Linked DNA regions of Hordeum vulgare: regions 2 and 3 are each linked to region 1. Evidence: chromatin contacts called from public Hi-C data. All regions are on one chromosome and are shown on one strand. The core of a region is the stretch at or near the end of the contact, and the rest is flanking DNA. Distances in the headings are between cores, read along the strand shown.

The links. Hi-C and Micro-C count contacts between places; a contact is called where the count stands out from the background.
Region 2: a contact with region 1 is called in a Hi-C map of seedling, with 2.7 times the contacts expected there. The contact joins the promoter of LOC123448752 here to the promoter of LOC123448753 in region 1. A contact is called at or near these places in 2 of 6 Hi-C or Micro-C datasets (leaf and seedling).
Region 3: a contact with region 1 is called in a Hi-C map of leaf, with 4 times the contacts expected there. The contact joins the enhancer-like site here to the promoter of LOC123448753 in region 1. A contact is called at or near these places in 3 of 6 Hi-C or Micro-C datasets (leaf and seedling) and 1 of 1 datasets of contacts at active chromatin or transcription factors (embryo).

The regions. Positions count from the first base shown.
Region 1 is chr4H:407,174,552-407,177,965 of MorexV3_pseudomolecules_assembly, forward strand. LOC123448753 (probable arabinosyltransferase ARAD1) reads right to left here and starts at 1,851. Exons shown (of 2, transcript XM_045125750.1): 1 at 864-1,851; 2 at 1-149. The coding sequence starts at 1,688.
Region 2 is chr4H:406,961,274-406,964,282 of MorexV3_pseudomolecules_assembly, forward strand. LOC123448752 (RGS1-HXK1-interacting protein 1) reads left to right here and starts at 1,330. Exons shown (of 7, transcript XM_045125749.1): 1 at 1,330-1,508; 2 at 1,957-2,023. The coding sequence starts at 1,425.
Region 3 is chr4H:407,404,221-407,407,141 of MorexV3_pseudomolecules_assembly, forward strand. No RefSeq gene overlaps it. Among protein-coding and RNA genes, the nearest start is that of LOC123448753, 230 kb to the left of the region's middle. Within about 2 kb of position 1,446, at least 3 of the 3 cell types and tissues checked have open chromatin away from gene starts, as enhancers often do. A contact at or near this core is called in leaf and seedling, where this site is marked.

The DNA of each region.
Region 1 (3,414 bases), core at 601-3,100:
GTATCCCCTGCAATGTTGAGGCAGAATTTGGATGCCCTCATACCTCGTGTCGATTCCTCAATCCCATTACCAGCCACACTTCCAAATGAGAAGTGCACATCTTTCTCATCTTTGAGAAGATAGTAAAGTTCCTGTCGGATGAAACCACCCTGCAAGGTAGTGATTCAAAAGATCATCAACCGTGAGAACCATCAATATTTCACATAGATCACATATTCTCAGGACCTCGGTTTTCAGACAGTCAATAATTCATATATCTTGCTTAATAAACCTCATTATACACTACCGCCACAAATGTGTGAGAGTGGCATAATCATAATTTTGGATTCTTAACCTTATCAGATTATAGAACCTCTTAAGCATTAAACCGACTCACTAGAGCTACAACATAAACAGGGCTTATAAGTAGATAACAGCCACATGACAGAAGTGATTGTATACCAAAGTTCGCTGGATTAATGAGCAAGACGAATTACACCAGTTTGAGGTGATTGCCAAACAAACTGAGCTGAGCTGGATACTGAACAAGGCAATGCCAATGGCAATTACTTCTTTGCAACTAGTACCATATTCCCCGTGGCCAGAATCATTGAAGTCCAAATCAAGTACCACGGAGGGTGTCCAGACTACAGACTACAGATGAGGTTGTGCTAGCTTAGGATCGTGCTATTGACTGAAACTTAAATCAGTTAAATAGTAGCAGTACATGGCAAAGATTCTCAAATCTATATAGGAGAAGGACCCATGCAAAGCAAAAATTTAAACCATGGCTACATTATTAAAATGGAAGTTGACCAATCATACCACGATTTTAATTCCCTGCTTAAGCTAAAACTAGTAAGCTTTCATCAAAGGGTACTCACATCTTTCCTGTAAATGGCGCCTTGGAAGTAGAGCAAGGTCGGCCGGTCGTCGTAGCCGGTGGAATCATTCAAGAAGTCGTCGACGACATGCTGGTACGGGGCGATGACGTCCTTGTCGATGTTGGCCACGCTGTGTGGGTACCTCCCAAAGTCACAGAGCACGAAGACGCAGGGCCAGAGCTTGTAGCGCGCGTCGAGCATCCCGTTGGGGTGGTGCGCGAGCACGACGTGGTCCCTCCCGCCGGACCTCCGCCACTCTGGCCGCGCGGCGAGGAACTCGATCAGCCTCCGCTGCAGCGTCCGGTCCTCACTGGTCCGCGCGGGCGGCACGACCTTGGAGTGGCGGTTGAAGCTGAGGGAGGCGAAGAAAGGCACGAAGACGACGTCGGCCCTGGCGGGGTCGCGCACCCGGACGGCGTTGCACGGCGTGGGCGCGCCCTGCTCGGAGGCGAGGAGGTCCAGCGTGAGCCAGTACTCGATGCTGTGCTGCAGGTTGAGCCCGCCGGGGTACTCCGGCACGCCGTGCCTGACGTCCGGCCAAAGGCCGCCGCCGCTCCCGGGCTCCCAGTCGAGCATGCCGAAGTGGAACTCGAGGGGCAGGTCGTACATGTAGACGCGCAGCAGCGCCTTGTCCGGATCGCATTTCCTGCCAGGAGAGGCGGAGGGGAGCCCCTGGCGGCGGGCATCGAGCGCGGCCGGGGCGGCGGCGGAGTCGAGGAGGAGGTACCAGGAGGCGAAGAAGAGCGCGGCGGCGAGGGAGAAGAACCAGACGAGCGGGTTCCGGCAGGAGGCGGCGGCGGCCATGAAGCCGCTAGCGGTAGGCATAGCAATGCGGGTGGAGGTGGAGGTGGGCGGCCATGGCGCTCGGATCTGAGGAGGTGGGGGATACGTGTGTGGTATGTGGGGATGGGTCAGTGGCGGCCGCGGTCTCCTGCGTCGGGCGGGGGTGGGGCTTCGATCGATAGGGTCGGACCAGGATCCGGGGCGAGTCGAAGGAGACGGTTGCGCTTGGACGGATGCGGTGCGGCAAGAACCGAGGAACGGCTTCTTTCCAGATCCACGCAAGGACGCACGCACTTCCACCCACATTGCGGTCGCTACCCTTTTGCCGCTTTCCTCAAAGACAACGAAATTACTCTCATTCCTCACGACATGTGCAAGGGTCTCACTTTGTAAACCCTTAAAAATAACCGTTTTTTTATAGTTTTCATCGGAAAAACGACGTAAACTAGAACCCTAAAACCTTAAACCCGTAAAAAAAATTAGAGGTCCAACCCTCAAACCCCTTCCCAGCCTGTAGAAGTGAGAGTTGGGAGGGAAAACTGCCCCCAACCCGCACTCATTTTCCCACCTCGCACAGGAGGCAGTTGGTTCCCCCACGCGGGAGGAATCCGCATCGGCCGCCGCCGACCCCCGCGCTCCGGCCGCAGCCCCGCCGCCCCCCGCGCCCCAGCCGCCGCCCCGCCGCTCCTTCGCGCCCCGGCTGCCGCCCCTCCGCGCCCCGCCGCCCTCCGCATCTCGGCCGCCGCCCTCCGCGCCCCCGCCGGCCCACCGCGCCCCGGCCGCCGCCCCGCCGCCCCTCCGCTCCTCGGCCGCGTCCCCGCCCCGCCCCGGACACCGCCCACCCGCGCCCCGCCCCGGTGAGATTTTTTTTTACTTTTTAAGTTTTTAATTTTTGCTTCATTGGCACTAATTGTAGCCACTTGGTATGTAGATGGACTCTGTTGTCGGATTCGTTGGATTGGTCGTCATCCGACGATTCGGACATTGACGAGTTGTTGCAAGACGACGACGTCGATATGATGAGCCTCCTCGTCGACGTGCAAGCGTTTGAAGACCGCGTGAAGCTTTTGGATCAGAGGAGAGGGTCGAAGATGGGGCGACTCACCATCTACCGGAACCGCGCTCTCGGACACGAGCATTTGATGCGAGACTACTTCGCGGAGGTACCTACATATCCTCCTCGTCTCTTTCGCAGAAGGTACCGGATGCGTCGTAGTTTGTTTGTGAAGATTGTCACCGATTGTGAGGCCGCCTCCTATTATTTTAAACGTCGTAGATCCGCCGCCGGTATCATGAGGTTTAGTGCATATCAAAAGATATCGGAGGCAATGCGGGTACTCGCTTATGGCATACCCGCGGATTACACCGACGAGTATCTTCGCATTGGGGAAGATACAACCACGGAGTCCGTCCGTAGGTTTGCCAAGTTGGTCATCCGGTTGTATGGTGAGCAGTATCTTCGGGCATCAAACGAGGAAGATACAAAGAGATTAATGGAAATGAATGAAAAAAGGGGATGGCCGGGGATGCTTGGTAGTCTTGATTGCATGCATTGGAGGTAGAAAAATTGCCCAAAGGCATGGCAGGGAATGTACTGCGGTAAAAGTCGTGATGCTACCATTGTGCTTGAGGCCGTAGCATCGGAGGACACATGGATTTGGCATGCATTCTTTGGGTTGCCGGGAACACTCAATGATATCAATGTCCTCAATAGATCTCCTTTGTTCAAAAGATTAATTTCTGGGGATGCTCCAGCTTGCAACTACAA
Region 2 (3,009 bases), core at 80-2,579, 210 kb before region 1:
GACAAACAAAATCTCAATTGTTTTTGAAAACCAAAATAAATATGCAGTACATAGCATAAATTATTGATCTTTCTACTCTAAGAGTGAGAGTACAACTATTTATCGATCAAGAAGACCATATCGTGATAGTAATGAAACAACATAGCTCCAGAAAAATATCAATTTCCTAATTGTCAGCGGACACATCTTCTTTTTTCTTTTTTTAAAAACAAATAGCCTCGTCAAAACTGGTTGCAACTTAAAAATTTCGTGCTACCATGAGATATAAAATTAATGGATGAACTTACAATTGTCTCTAGATCATCCCTAATCTGCCATGTTCTCCACTCCAAAATTCTTTACCCAAATAATAACTATCCTGCATAAGGCATAGTAAAGCAAACTGAGTGTTTCATGTTTATACTAACTATGATGATAAAAACTCGAAGATTCCCTAGAAGAATTACTAGTTTTGAAAAACTTAGCAATTGATCCCTTTTGGGATTCTACTACTTGACAAATACTTTCTTCAAGATATGTTAATACAGGGATCAAAAGCACCTGAAAACCGATTCATGTGGATGTAAGTGGCTTATCCATACACCGGAACAGTCAGCACCAACAATAAGACACGCCTGAAGTGAACCAAATTTCTCCCTTCTTCTAATCTCCTTCGTGAGCATTCTCTCACATTTGGATCCAATGAAAAACAAAAGAATACACATGCACATGTGAACATGTGATGGATGTGCGATCTGAAATTGTAGGTGCCAGAATGTAGAGCTATTTGTCAATCAATCGTTCAATTGAGGAACAATACTACTGGGCAGAAAGAAGAACATATACCATCTTGGTCTCTCCAAAGTCCAGTTGGATGGGAAGCGCTCCAAAGTCGAGTCGATGGGGAGCGAGGAAGGAGAGCTAGTTAGGGAATGACTTAACGACGTAGGTTTCCATTAATGGCTCGTCGCGACTTTGGAAGCAGAGAGGGCGAGAGGCACGGGAGTCAGTGGCGGCGCCGTTCTCAGGAGTGTGTGATTTCGGCGAGTAGAGGAGTCGTTGGTCCATTCTTTATGCGTTCTGCGTGATGGGCTATTCTTTGAACTTTTTTTTTCGTATTTACACTAGGTTATGCTACTACGAGCTGCTACCTGAATCGGGGCCTGCCTCCCGAGAGCCCAGGGCGGGTGCCCCGTTTGCCCGGACTATGGGCCGGGACTGGTTTTGTCCAAGGCTCCAACGCAGCATTTGAAACTCTTCTCGGCCCACCGTTAAAGAAAAAAGAACTATTCTCGGCCCACGATCGAACGGGCCTAAAATAGCACTACCCAAAGAAGGGAAGAGAACGTCACGAACGTTCAGAGGAGGTGAAGAGGAAAGAGAGAGAGAGAGACCGAGAGATCCGCGAACGCACGGTCGCCGGAGAAACTGCAGGAGCCCAGTCGATGGCGTCGTCGGACACCGGCCGCACGCCGGCGCAAGGCGCGGAAGCCGCCTCCGCCTCCTCCTGGCCTCTCCGCAAGCTCCAGGTCTCGACCCCTTCCCGCTCCGTAATCATACAGAAACTTGCAATGCCTTTAATAAATCTTGGGCGGATTCGCGTGTTTCTGAGTGCCCTTCGTCATCTCAGATGTGTTATCAGGCTGTATGGAATCGCCGTGTATAACTGAATCGAATCCGTCTTTAAGATGGTGCTTGAATTTGTGTTCTTCTTCGGTTGCGATTCGATGGCAAAAAGTACTAAGCTCTTCCTATTCCATTTTTGGGGATAGAAAACCTATGCTTGGTGAATGCTATCTCGTCCCTGAACGATTCTATATTTGACTGCCATTCCCCTTGCACGCGATGCTTGTATAGCTGCACACGCATCGGCTACACTTTTTTGTTGGCTAAACCGAGATGGTATTTTTTTTTCTTTACTCCTGAAGCTTCTTTTTTCCCCTGCCGCACTAACCCTCTTTCTGGTTGCATATGTAGAGCTTCACGCCAGGGCTGTGGTCACAGTACAAAGCCTATGAGGATGTGTTTGTGGAGAGGGCTAAAGGCAAGAGCCCCCCCAGTCGGTGTATTTATTTCACTATGATGGTTCCGCAATCAATACTTGGTTTTATTTCCATTTTAGTTACTATTTCGGATGCGGTGGTTCTTGCGAGCGAGCATCAAGTTGAGGCAATTGGATGTGCAACTGTCGCAGGGTTCATCTTGTTCAGAGGTTATATTTAAAGTGTTCTGAAAGAATCTGAGATTTGTTTCTAAAGATAGGTTGCAACTTAATTTATCTGCTCAAACCAGTACCTTATATGGGTGGTTTCAATTAAGACACAAAGTTGGTTATGTCATGTCTTTGAATACGCACATAGACAAGAAATGGGACTCATTGATAGGAATTGGGGAGTGAAGGAAAACTATATAGTTTCACAAACCCTGAAACCAGAGAACATGATCCATCGACAGGCTGCCAAGTCTCTTTCCATTTGTCTTGTACCACATATCTATCCAGTTCTTCACAAATGTTCAAACTGATTTTGACCTGAGAAATACTATTCAGGAGCTAACAGGCCAGATCATCGGATATATTTCCCTTTTAGAGTTGATGTCGCAAAACCTGTTAATTCGATGCATTCTTGCTCATGTGTATTCGTTGTCTGGGCTAATGATTAGTCTTAAGAGAACATTCATTTCAGTTGCAATTGCAGTTGTTTTCTTCTTTGTTTTTTGACTGAAATACAACTAATCTTATTTCCTAGACCAATCACAATTTTAATAAAGAATCATCTCTTTTTTTTCAAGAAAACACAAGAATTATCTCTTCTTTGGAGGCTTCAGAAGTTCTGCGGAGAAATAGGCTCCATTGTTTCGATGTTGTATCCTATTTATTGGAGTATAGGCAGTATTCATGCCATATTAAAGTTCTTAAATCCTACCAGTGATTATAGTTTGGTGCCGGAGGTTATGCACATGCACTATATGTATGCAATACCTTTCCGTTTGAGGGGTGCTTCCATATATCTTTATCTGATTACAAACCTG
Region 3 (2,921 bases), core at 196-2,695, 230 kb after region 1:
AAATCACAGCCCGTCCCGCGATCTCATCACGATCCGTCCCGCAATCTAGTGCCGAATAGACGGCACCTCCGCGTTCAGCACATGTACAACTTGATGATGATCTCAGCCTTCTTGATCCATCAAGAGAGACGAAGAGGTAGCTGAATTCTCCGACAGCACGACGACATGGCGGCGATGGTGGTGGAGTTACTCCGGCAGGGCTTCGCCGTACAGTACCGAACTAGCTACGGGGTGTCACGAAGTGGTGGAGGGAGAGAGGGCTGCGCCTTGGCTTGAGGTACCAGAAGTGTCGAGGATATACCCCACAGTGTAACCCGGCTTGAAGTATGACCCGCCAAGGACTTGGCGACTCACCGGCGACTCACCAGCGACCTGGCGGGCGATTCATACTTGACCCCACAAGAGACTCAGATAAATGACGAAGTCCCAAGGCCCGGCGTACACCCTGGCATAAGGCGGCTCATAGAGAGGCTAGGAGGGCCGGTTCACAAGAGAAGGCCCAAGGAGAGGAGAAACTCCCTCACAAAGGAATCAAGACCCGGATTAGGATTCAAGAGAGACTAGTCATATTCCTACTCCTAGTAGGACTCTACATGTAAACCTACCCCTTCCACTTATATAAGGAGGGGTAAGGCGCCCCAAGAGGGACAAGATTCACAATTTCGGTCTCGACAAGACAAATCATGAGATAGACAGATTAGACACCCACGAGATTAGAGGTGGTGAGTCTGCACCCTTGTAATCGATATCATCATATTCATCAATGAAACACAAGCAGGACGTAGGCTTTTACTTCCATCGGAGGGGCCGAACTTGGGTAAACTCGCGTCTTTCGATTCCGACCAACCTCTCTCAAGCCGCCACATAGTTGCGATGGCTCCACACCTAAGTCATTACACGAGGACATATGCCGTGACAAAACCACGACATTTGGCGTCCACCGTGGGGTTGATGACACGATGAAATTGTGTTTTTGAAGGAAAAATTTTTGGGATCAAGAAACTCGCGATAGATCAGATAAAAAAAAGCCGGCACGGAACAATCGTGCTTTTGATGGTTTCATATGAAAGGGCTCGGGCGGAAGGATCAACATTATCTCCGGCGAGATGAATCGAAACAATATATACGAGGTTGAAATTCAAAGAAAAGTTAGGGTCTCATGGTGTGCGGCACCGCACACGACTTGCGATCCAGATTCGAAGTCAAGAGATATTCAGATCAGCCGTCATCAGCGGCGAAGCCAAATCGGACCAGGGAACCAAGAAAAAACAAAGGGGGTCATGATTTCCTAGAGATTGACATCAATACAGACCCGGTCACCGTCTACTCACCACCCGTGCAAGCAGGCCACGACCAGGAGAAGAAACGGAGGCTCGTTCACCAAACCACCCCGACCCGAAAGTGGGCTCGGTCTCGCGCCACCGTGTCCTTTGCGTCACTGCAGGGCTCGCCTCGTCTGTGCGGGTCCGAGCCGCCCTTGCTCCAACGAGCCGCCCGGCCCTGCTTCGCCTCTGTCACGACCAAGTCGTCGTTGCAGTTTCGGCCTCAGAGCCACCCCAGCCGCGCTCCGCCTCGTTTGGCCTCACTACGCCAGCCGCCGCCGCCATGACCTCTGCAGCTGCGCCTGAGCCGCCATGGCCTCGCCTTCTCTCCAGACATGTTGCTTCCACTTCACCTTGTCGCTGCGCTGCAACCCGCCACGTCGGCTCTTCCTCGCCTTGCCGCTGCGCCACGAGCCGCCGCATCGGCCACACCTCGCACCGGCTGCCGTCCGCACTTGCCTCCACCGTGGCTGCTCACTTCGCCTCTACCATCGAGGCCTCGCCTTGCTGCGCTGACTCCATCCACGCAGCTCCACATCGCTAGTCGTTGTCGCGCCCCGCCAGTGTGCCTTGCTCCGCTTGCCCGCGTCAACGCCGGTCTGCTCTGTCTGAGCCGACTCGCTTCTACTGTTCTGCATTTACTAACGCAGCTACTGGAGGGACCAAGTGCTTGGGCCATAGGAGCTTCATCGCGTCGGCGGCACCTACGTCCGGAACAGTTAAGGAGAAACTAAAGCCGAAAGCAATACACACGTACAAATGCAAATCAGCCAACCGATGCTCCATGAGAAAAAGGAATGAAGAAGAATCCTTTGCCCAAGAAAAAAAGGAGACGTCCAGGCCATGATCATGCCGCGCAGTGCAACACCCTACAGGCTACTTCATCGGTCAGTCTAATACAAATGGAAGAAGCATGCCAGCCATCGCAAGTTGCAAAACCGATATGCAAACTCCCAAGGCCACAGTCTACACATCAGGGAGCTATGCATGCATGCGTTATGCCACGGAAAGAAAAGTCAAGTCCACATGCAGTCCCTCTGCAAACATGGAGATCATAAAAAAGGAGTAGTAGCTGGGCCTCGGAAGGTTGAAAAGAAAATGAGGATAAAATACAAAGGAACGCCCATGTGAGTGAAGATATTATGTCGAAAGTACAACTACGCCATCGTCCGATTACGTTCAGCATCGGTGTCCGCATTCATCCGACAAAAATATCACATGATATTTATCCTACCTATTTTCCATTATATATATATTTTCTCCGAGAACAATCACTCTAGCCTACAGTATTTTAGTACAATTACTCATTACAAAGACGGCTCTATATTGCGAGTACGAAGCTTGTGTCAAATTAATGCCACGGGCGACTCACTATCCGCGGTGGCTTACAAAGACGCGACCAACTCTCAAGTCCGCGCAACACACACGGATGCAAGACGCCGCCCTTGCGGTCCGGACGACATCAACCCTTCGGTGCAGTGCTCGCGCGTACGAGTCGGCCAACAGACGGATGCAAGACGCCGCCCTCGCGGTCCAGATGACATCAACATATCGGTGCAGTGCTCGCGTGGATGAGCTGTCTAACAGACGCATGCAAGC